2 separate regions of the Pan troglodytes genome follow, and region 2 is linked to region 1. Evidence: chromatin contacts called from public Hi-C data. All regions are on one chromosome and are shown on one strand. The core of a region is the stretch at or near the end of the contact, and the rest is flanking DNA. Distances in the headings are between cores, read along the strand shown. Region 1 overlaps LOC134810475 (a long non-coding RNA gene). Region 2 overlaps LOC735584 (a long non-coding RNA gene).

The links. A called contact is a pair of places that touch in the nucleus more often than the background predicts.
Region 2: a contact with region 1 is called in a Hi-C map of stem cell-derived neural progenitor cells, with 4 times the contacts expected there. The contact joins two enhancer-like sites. A contact is called at or near these places in 2 of 7 Hi-C or Micro-C datasets (induced pluripotent stem cells and stem cell-derived neural progenitor cells) and 1 of 1 other capture datasets (stem cell-derived neural stem cells).

The regions. Positions count from the first base shown.
Region 1 is chr6:146,263,686-146,267,743 of NHGRI_mPanTro3-v2.0_pri, forward strand. LOC134810475 (a long non-coding RNA gene) reads left to right here. Exons shown (of 5, transcript XR_010158680.1): 5 at 1-4,058. The region is part of intron 7 of LOC735584 (a long non-coding RNA gene); the gene reads right to left. Among named protein-coding and RNA genes, the nearest start is that of MIR29B-1, 24 kb to the left of the region's middle. Within about 2 kb of position 1,881, at least 6 of the 24 cell types and tissues checked have an H3K27ac peak or open chromatin away from gene starts, as enhancers often do. A contact at or near this core is called in stem cell-derived neural progenitor cells, where this site is marked.
Region 2 is chr6:146,369,873-146,374,173 of NHGRI_mPanTro3-v2.0_pri, forward strand. The region is part of intron 3 of LOC735584 (a long non-coding RNA gene); the gene reads right to left. Among named protein-coding and RNA genes, the nearest start is that of MKLN1, 100 kb to the right of the region's middle. Within about 2 kb of position 1,394, at least 6 of the 24 cell types and tissues checked have an H3K27ac peak or open chromatin away from gene starts, as enhancers often do. A contact at or near this core is called in stem cell-derived neural progenitor cells, where this site is marked.

The sequences.
Region 1 (4,058 bases), core at 631-3,130:
TATTTTAACTATAGATTGGTGATAACGATTCAACCCCAGAGATCCAGCTAACTGTTGGCACAGAAATCCTTAACGCTACTCTCAAGCAAATAAGATCTTTTAAGGGGAAACTCCTGCAAAATATACCTTGTGAACAAGCTGCTCGCACCTCCTCTTGCAGCTGCAAAGATATTCTACTCTATTGCTTAACTCGTGACCTTGAAAAAACTCCACCTTTCCTGCCAGCAGCTCCACTGCATCCACCTGTCCCTACAGGTAGTAAAAGATTAGACAAAACAGAACCACGTTTACACAACACACTTCCGAGCCTCTCTTCCTTCTAGGCCCTGTCCCACCCCCACTCCAAGGTCGAAGTTCATTTCTTGCAGGCTTCACTTTTCAGGATTAACCAACACTGTGCTTTTTCATTCTGCTCAACACCAGTCCTTTGGCCTCACAGTGCTCGCCTGTGTGGAACACACTGCAGCCACCAGGTCATCTGCTTTAGACCCAGCTCCATGTCAAGTCCTGTTATGGTCCCTCGGGCATATTGTCATGCTCCTGGGCACCTGAAAACTGACAACTGGTTTCAAATTTCTTACAATTTGCTTTTCTGGTCTATCCTTATTTATTCCCCTCACAGTGACATTCACAGGAAGAGGAAGTGGCAGGCAGTCTCTTGGGGACGGGTCTCTCCTGAATACCTGGGGGGATGCCCTGGGCTGGGGAACCTCACAGGGGCTCATCAAGAGGTTCCAGGAGACAGAGTTCGAGACCAGCCTGGCCAACATGGTAAAACCCCGTCTCTACTAAAAATGTAATAATCAGCGAGGCATGGTGGCTTGCACCTATAATCTCAGCTACTTGGGAAACTGTGGCAGGAGAATTGCTTGAACCCGGGAGGCAGAGGTTGCAGTGAGTCGAGATCGTGCTACTGCACTCCAGCCTGGGCAACAGAGCTCTCAAAAAAAAAAAAAAAAAAAGACATTCCAGAAGACTTCTGAAGTGGAAGTAGCCACCACACAGCTGCACCTGCCACCTCCTTCCCCACTCCAGGGCCTTTGAAATGTGCTGCTCTCTCTATGCCGAGAGCTCTCACCCCTACCCCCTGCACCCACACATTCCTGCTCATCTCTTAGCTGAGACCTTGGAAATCACCTCCTCAGGGGACCACTGGGAAGAAGGTCCTTTTCATCTGAGTGCCTTCCCCTCAGGGATGATTTTTCTTGGGCCATTTTTTTTGGTATGTGTTTACTTAGGTTCCATGATGACAGAGACCATGCCTGTGTTTTCATCACTATCGTCTTCACCTCACTGCCAACCAGTGCCTGGCACACAGTAGGTGTTCAAGAAAGGTTTGCTGAATAAATGGATGAACAATGACATCAGCCTACTTTGACCTCTTGAGTTCCTCTGATCTCTGAATGTTCTGGAGCAAGGACCTTTAACAGCATCTCCATCTCTTCCTGGCCTTGCCGCCCCACCCAGTAAAACCATAATACTTGCTGGTATAGCCTCTTCCTGCAAATAAAAGTACAAAAGGAGTTCAGAACGGACACTCCAAACAAAGGGATTTATGACCTTGGTCTCATGTTCTCTTGTGGTGGTAAAATTCACTTTTCTATGAAATTAAAAATTCCTCCCTTGAACAACATTGCCAGAGGTCCCCAGAACAAGGCAAAACTGGGTATTCAAAACTTTTTAAGTTTAGGAAACGCTGCCTGGAATCTCTATTTCTCCCTCCTCTGGTTGCATTCTATTCCTCAGGTTATGTGCTTATGAAATTCGTATCTAGCTCTGTGCCCAAAGATGCTTCCAGCTCGCTTGCTTCCCCTGCTCCCTGCTCCCCGCAGGCCTGCGGAGAGCACCGCCCCAGTCTGCTATTAAGATCTGCTCAACTGTTTAATTGCACAGCCCGTCCCAGCAGCAACCTCTCCACAGCCTCTCACTTGCCAACCAACTGGCCGCCCACTCACATTCTCTTGCTGGCTTGCTCACTGCCCAAACACACACCCCTCCCCCCAGTTCATCTCTTACCCACTAACACAACGAAGATCCGACTTATCCAATTTGCTGACGTACTTTACCTGAAGCCCCACCCACCCCCCTCCACTTTTCCAGAGTTCTACCCACAAGAAAAGGAAAGCAGCCGGCCCGGTCTAAATACAAAAGATTTACTGTCAACACCTTGAAACTTGGAAAGGGTCCATTACATGCCAGCATCAGACTTTTGGTGGAGAAGCGCGGTGGTGGGGAGGGTAGGAAGATGCTAAGAAGAAAAGACGAAGGGGAAGAGGGAGATGAAAATCCATCAGTCCTCCCTCTGAGTCTAGTTGGCCAGGACAAGGACGACACAGGACTTTTGTGAAAGATTCTGGAAATATTTCAGAGAGTTGCCTTGAGAATATCCACATGGCGGTACATAGGGCATAAAATCTGGGTTCGAAGACCTGAGCCTGAGTCCTGGCTTTCCACCTGCTAACCACATCCCTGCCATCAGGGCAGGCTGATGTTTCCTGGTCAGTACAACAGGGATGCAGAAATCTATTTTGCAGAGTTGCCGGGAGGATCAAATGAAGTTACGTGTGTGAAAGCATCTTGTAAACTGTAAACACTAGACATGGTATACATTAGTTTTTGGTGTTACCCAGTAGGTCATTTCTCTCTCTCAAACATTTATTCTCTATCATGTGTCCGGGTGTTTATCCAAAAGTAAACACTACGTAATCATGGCATCATGGTTTTGTTTTATTTTGAGATGGAGTCTCACTCTGTTGCCCAGGTTGGAGTGCAGTGGCGCAATCTCTGCTCACTGCAACCTCCGCCTCCCGGGTTCAAGCAATTCTCCTGCCCCAGCCTCCCGAGTAGCTGGGACTACAGGCGTGTGCCACCACACCCAGCTAATTTTAGTATTTTTAGTAGATGGGGTTTCACCACGTTAGCCAGGATGGTCTCGATCTGACCTTGTGATCCACTTGCCTTGGCCTCCCAAAGTGCTGAGATTACAGGCGTGAGCCACGGCGCCCGGCCCTAATCATGGCTTTTAAGGGGTCAATGCAAGCCAGGGAAGATGGACAAAAAGAGGAATTACAGAACACAGTATGACACATGTACAACTGGGTAAGCAGAAAGGGCTGTGGAAGCACCCAAGGGGCACCTAGCCCAGCCCTTAGGAGTCAGCAGAGGCTGCCTGGTGGAGGTTTCATCTGAACAGGTGCTCTGAAGGGACAGTAGCCATTGGCCAGGAAGAGGGAAGGAAGAGCTTCCAGGCAGAGGACAAGCATGATGGGCTTCATTTGGCTGCACCAGAGATCAACAAACAATGGTAAGGATGGGGGGAGTCCTGAGAGGTAAGACCAGATCATGAAGGGTGTCTTGAGCCCTGTCAAGACATTATGAGGTCAACCAAGCAACAATAACATCACAAGACAACAGGTTTCTTTCTGGGTCCTGACAGTGTATGTAAGTTATGCGGCTTGAACTTACTGGACGGCATTAATGAGCTTCTGTTCATGTCTAATAAGGAAAAAAGAGGGTTCTATCATGGGTTATGCCACATTTGTTTTTCTTGGTAGTTGGGACAGTTGCTTTGTTAATTGCCTTTTTTGAACATACTCTCCTATACCCACAGCACATTTGCTGGAGTCATGGGGGTGGGGTGTGATAATCTGCACTATTCATGAGCTGTGGCCAGGTGATCCAGCACAAAGATGCCCAGCTGTGGGGAATACATTCATTCTTCCCTAACACATTAAAACCACAACCAAGGAAAGCTGGCTGAATAAAACTGAGTGGCCCCAAGGATACAAACACCTCCAACACGAGTCATTTATTTATGAAAAGTGAATAGGATACAAATTAAAAGCTTGGGCGCAGGAGCCAGACTGCTGTGACTTGAATCCTGGCTCCTCCATTTCCAACTTCCCCCAGCCTCAGTTGTCTATCTGTAAAATGGGTCTCATAGTAGGATCTGCCACACAGGATTGTGTATTAAAAGAGATAATCAATATCGAGTATTTGGCACAGTGCCTGGCACATGGGGCTCCCAACACATGGTGTTGGTGGTGTTCCTATTTGTT
Region 2 (4,301 bases), core at 144-2,643, 110 kb after region 1:
ATAAAAAGAAAAGAGTGCATAAATGCTAAGGATGTTCACAGGAGTATGAGATCACTTTTTGGGGGAATGGAGGTAGAGAGGGGTAGGAGTAAAGATAATCACGAAGAAGATGGCACTGAGTTGCAGCTTGGATTTGAACAAGCAGAAATGAGAGGTAATAATATGTTAAAGATTAAACTGGGCTCACCTTAGTATTCTTCCTAAAGCAGCAAAGTGGGCTAATAAATTACGTTCAGTTATGTTATCCTTGAGAGCAAAGACAATTTCATATACTTGTTTTTTATGCAACATTCACATTCTGGAAACATCCAGTAAATATTTACTGATTGAGAAAGGAGGAGAAAAGGGGGCAAGGTGGGCGAATAAGAAATATTAAATATTTCTTTGAATACTTAATTAGTTCAAACACACAGTTTGTTCCACATGCAGTCTGGTTTTACAATATATGTGAATTAAATCCTTCTAGTCACTAACAATCTTTCACTAAGTTGTATGTATTCTCTGCCCATAATACTGGAAGAATCTAGGTGAAAAAAAAATTGCCCAGTTTTTTTCTCTGCCCAATTTTAAATCTTTATGTGTCCAGCGATGTCTGCATTCAAAGTGATTAGGCCAAATCACTGTCTTATCAGTTTTACTCCCAAAACTAAGTACAAATCCATTTTAATCTATTTATCTGTACATCAAAAGATTTTTCTCCAGAAAATATTTTTTTTTTTTTGAGACAAGTCTCGCTGTGTCACCCAGGCTGGAGTGCAGTGGCATGATCTCGGCTCACTGTAACCTCTCCCTCCTGGGTTCATGCAATTGTCCTGCCTCAGCCTTCCGAGTAGCTGGGATTACAAGCATGCACCACCACGCCCAGATAATTTCTGTATTTTTAGTAGAGACGGGGTTTCACCATGTTGGTCAGGCTGGTCTCGAACTCCTGGCCTCAAGTGATCCACCCACCTTGGTCTCCCAAAGTGCTGGGATTACAGGTGTGAGCCACTGCATCTGGCCTACATTTGTATTTTAAAAAGGTAAAATTAACAAAAGGTGCCCATCTACGTAAAAGAGAAAAGTCAAAAGGAACCATCTACCTGCAAGGCAGCATGAATAAAAATGTAAAGGCAAACTTAACTGTTACAATAACATATCAGCTCTGAGTCTAAAGGAAAACGGGTGTTTGTCTAAGAAATGTGCTAGAGAGAACCAGCCAGTTTTAATGTGCCTTAAGCAATGAAAACCTGTTTCCTCCTTTCCTTCTTGTCCTTTTGAAAAGACAACATGTCACAGGGAGACGTTTTTCTAACAGCATCCATCCTGGTGACAAATGTTTGCCAAGGGTGGGGAGAGAGGAGGGAGGAAAGAAAGAAAAAGAGAAGGAAGACGCCATCTGCTGACGAAAGAGAAAAGAAGAGGAGGAGGAATTGGAAGGCGCCACTTCCGGGTCCGTGTCTGAGAAATACAACGTATCACCATAAGGCAGACTTCTACTCAATATAAGGAAGAACTTTATAATAATTGGAGGAATTCAAAGGCAGAATTGATCAGGGACCAAAGTTCAAGCAGGGGGTGGCGAGGTCTCCTCAGGCAGAATAATCTTTCGTAAGCTTCTCCCTCTTGAAGGAAGAACGGCCCCAGTTCAAGTAGAAGAAAATACTGTGCTTATTATTTTTCTCTAATTCTTAAATGTTTCAAATAGTCTCTATCTTGATAATTCACGATTCAAAGGACTGAGACTGAAACATCAAATAAGCAAGCACACAAATTTGCCTGACACCACCTGCCCCCACCCCTAGTCCCTGGGCCTTATTTCTGGGCTTGCTGCTGGGCTCTCCACGGGCAGCTGGCTGCCATCGCTCCGCTGGAGGGCGGTACCATGAGCACGGATGGGGCCCACATGGCAGGCAAAGCACTGGAAATTGATGCCGCACCCCGCTGCTGCCTCTCAGTCAGCAACTGGCCAAAGCTGATGTGTAAGTGACCCATGTGGGCTAACACTGAGGCCTGGTCCTTACACTGGCTCCCAGAGTGTCCAGCAAAGTTAGGCTCCAATTGTTTCCCTATCTCGCTTCCCTTAAAATGTTTCTTTCACCTTCCAAACAGATAACATACATCTCTGTCTCAGCGGAACTCAATCCAAGAAAACACCTCACACCATGATGATATAAAGATGACATAATCTACAAATCATTGAAGATTCTCATCTTGGTTTCTTAGATTTTCTAGCCACATATTTTAGACTCAGTTTTGTCACACAGTAACACAAAATATACAGGTATTTATACAACAAAATATTAATATAAAACAAGTTATCAGTCCTATGTTTGTGAAGACTAGAGAGTCCACTAGACTCATAAAAGGAATGATGAAGAATACTATCATTTCTTTCCATTTTTTCAATTCTGAGAGCGAGTGACTTTGAAGTCAAAAAGACAAAAATCACTGCAGTATAATGAAAAGAAATTCTAAAGCACTATTTTGTTATGTGGAGAAGTTCACTTTCACAATTACTAAAGGCTTACTGTGTGTTTCAGACGCTGTGCTTGGTCCTACCTAAAATACAAAATCAAGACCACCCAGGCCCTGCTCTAAGGAAGTCACTCTCTAGAAAGGGACAGAGACATGTAAGTAAATAATTCCACTCGAGTGTAATAAGTGCAATCATTCAGCCTTGGACAAAGACACTAGAGGAAGGTCTGTCTGTAGGGGGAAAGGTCAAAAAAGGTTTTGTCATTTAGTATCATGTGAACAAGGTTCCCAAGGATTCCTCTAAGAGCTGACTGGGGACTCCAGGAGCGAGAGGGAACACACGGGGTAGAGACTCAGCCTGGGAGGAAGCAGAAGGGTGAAGCAGCTTTGTGCATTCATCTCTCCCTGGCTTCAGTTCAACAGATGGAAAATTAATAGGCATATGAAAATAAATAATTTTTTCTTCTAGATTATAAGATCCTCATGCTACATCAATAATTACTTACTTGACAAAAGTCAGAGACATTTCTGTCTCAGAAAGAGCCTCTAAAATGCTGTGCCCTCATGAGTCACCCTGGTAGCATAAATCAGAGAAAAACTATCTGACTCAAATTACAGTTACTGTAAAAGTTCATTATTACTTACTAAAAGCCCTCAGGTCTACAGCCATTGGGGGGTTGGGGGGGGGGGAAGCCTCCTATTTTTAGAAATAAGACTTATTTTCTCATCTTCTGCATGTTTGGTTTAATTTAAACTTATTCTTGGAGTTTCAATAGACATTGATGGCTATGGTCCAGTTGCTGAGGCAAATCTCTCTTTAACTCTATGGGAGGTGAGAGGCTCCAACGGGGACCAGACTTTGGAAACTGTACACCATCAAGGGTTTGCCATTAGAGGATTTCTCTTGTCTAACAGAAACAGGGCAATGCTACAACCTTGTGATTCTTTTCCTTCTTCTAGGCTATCAGGAAGAAAACTGAATATCCTTACATTGTGAGGTCAGATGTATGGCTTTCATTCTGAATGCAGTAACTTCAAATGTAGACACGTGAACAGAAAGCTTTGTAACAGAAAAACAGCATTGTTTCGTTAGATGACTATAGATAGTATTTCATAAAATACAAGAAAAACACTCAAAATTAGCTCCAAAAAATGTATGAAAGGTGATACTCTGATATTCAATAAAACTGAACCTCTCACAACAATAAAATGATCCAATTTCATATACCAATCAATAAGCAAGGGTCTACTAACTTCACCAAGAAAGAGAAAAAAACCTAAGTTAATGCAAAATAATTTGGATCTTAAGGACGTCAATAACATGGGCCTTGCAGAAAGTTCCAAAAAACATGCTTTCATACCTTTAACTCTATGAAAAACAAACAAGCGTTACCTCCTGCAGCTAATGAGCACTGACAGGCTCAAGGTAGTCGCCATGCTATGAAATATGGCAATAGCTACAATGTCATCTGTTTAGTTGTTCATCAGTTCATTGCTTAGGAGCCACTCAGAAGCAGCTGGGCGCAGTGGCTCATGCTTGTAATCCCAACACTTTGGGAGGCCGAGGCAGAAGGACAGCTTGAGTCCAGGACTTGGAGATCAGCCTGAACAACACAGAGAGACCCTGTCGCTACCAATAAAAAAAATTAGGCGGTCGTGGTGGTGCACACCTGTGGGAATTTGCTGTGCTTGTGGCCAATTAAGTGTTCCACTCTGAGGACAAAAATGAATGAACCTGGGAGTCTAAGATGGGAGGATCGCTTGAACCTGGGAGGTCGAGGTTACAGTGAGCCGTGATTGCACCACCGCACTTCCTACATTCTTTTGCAATAGGAGCCTATTTT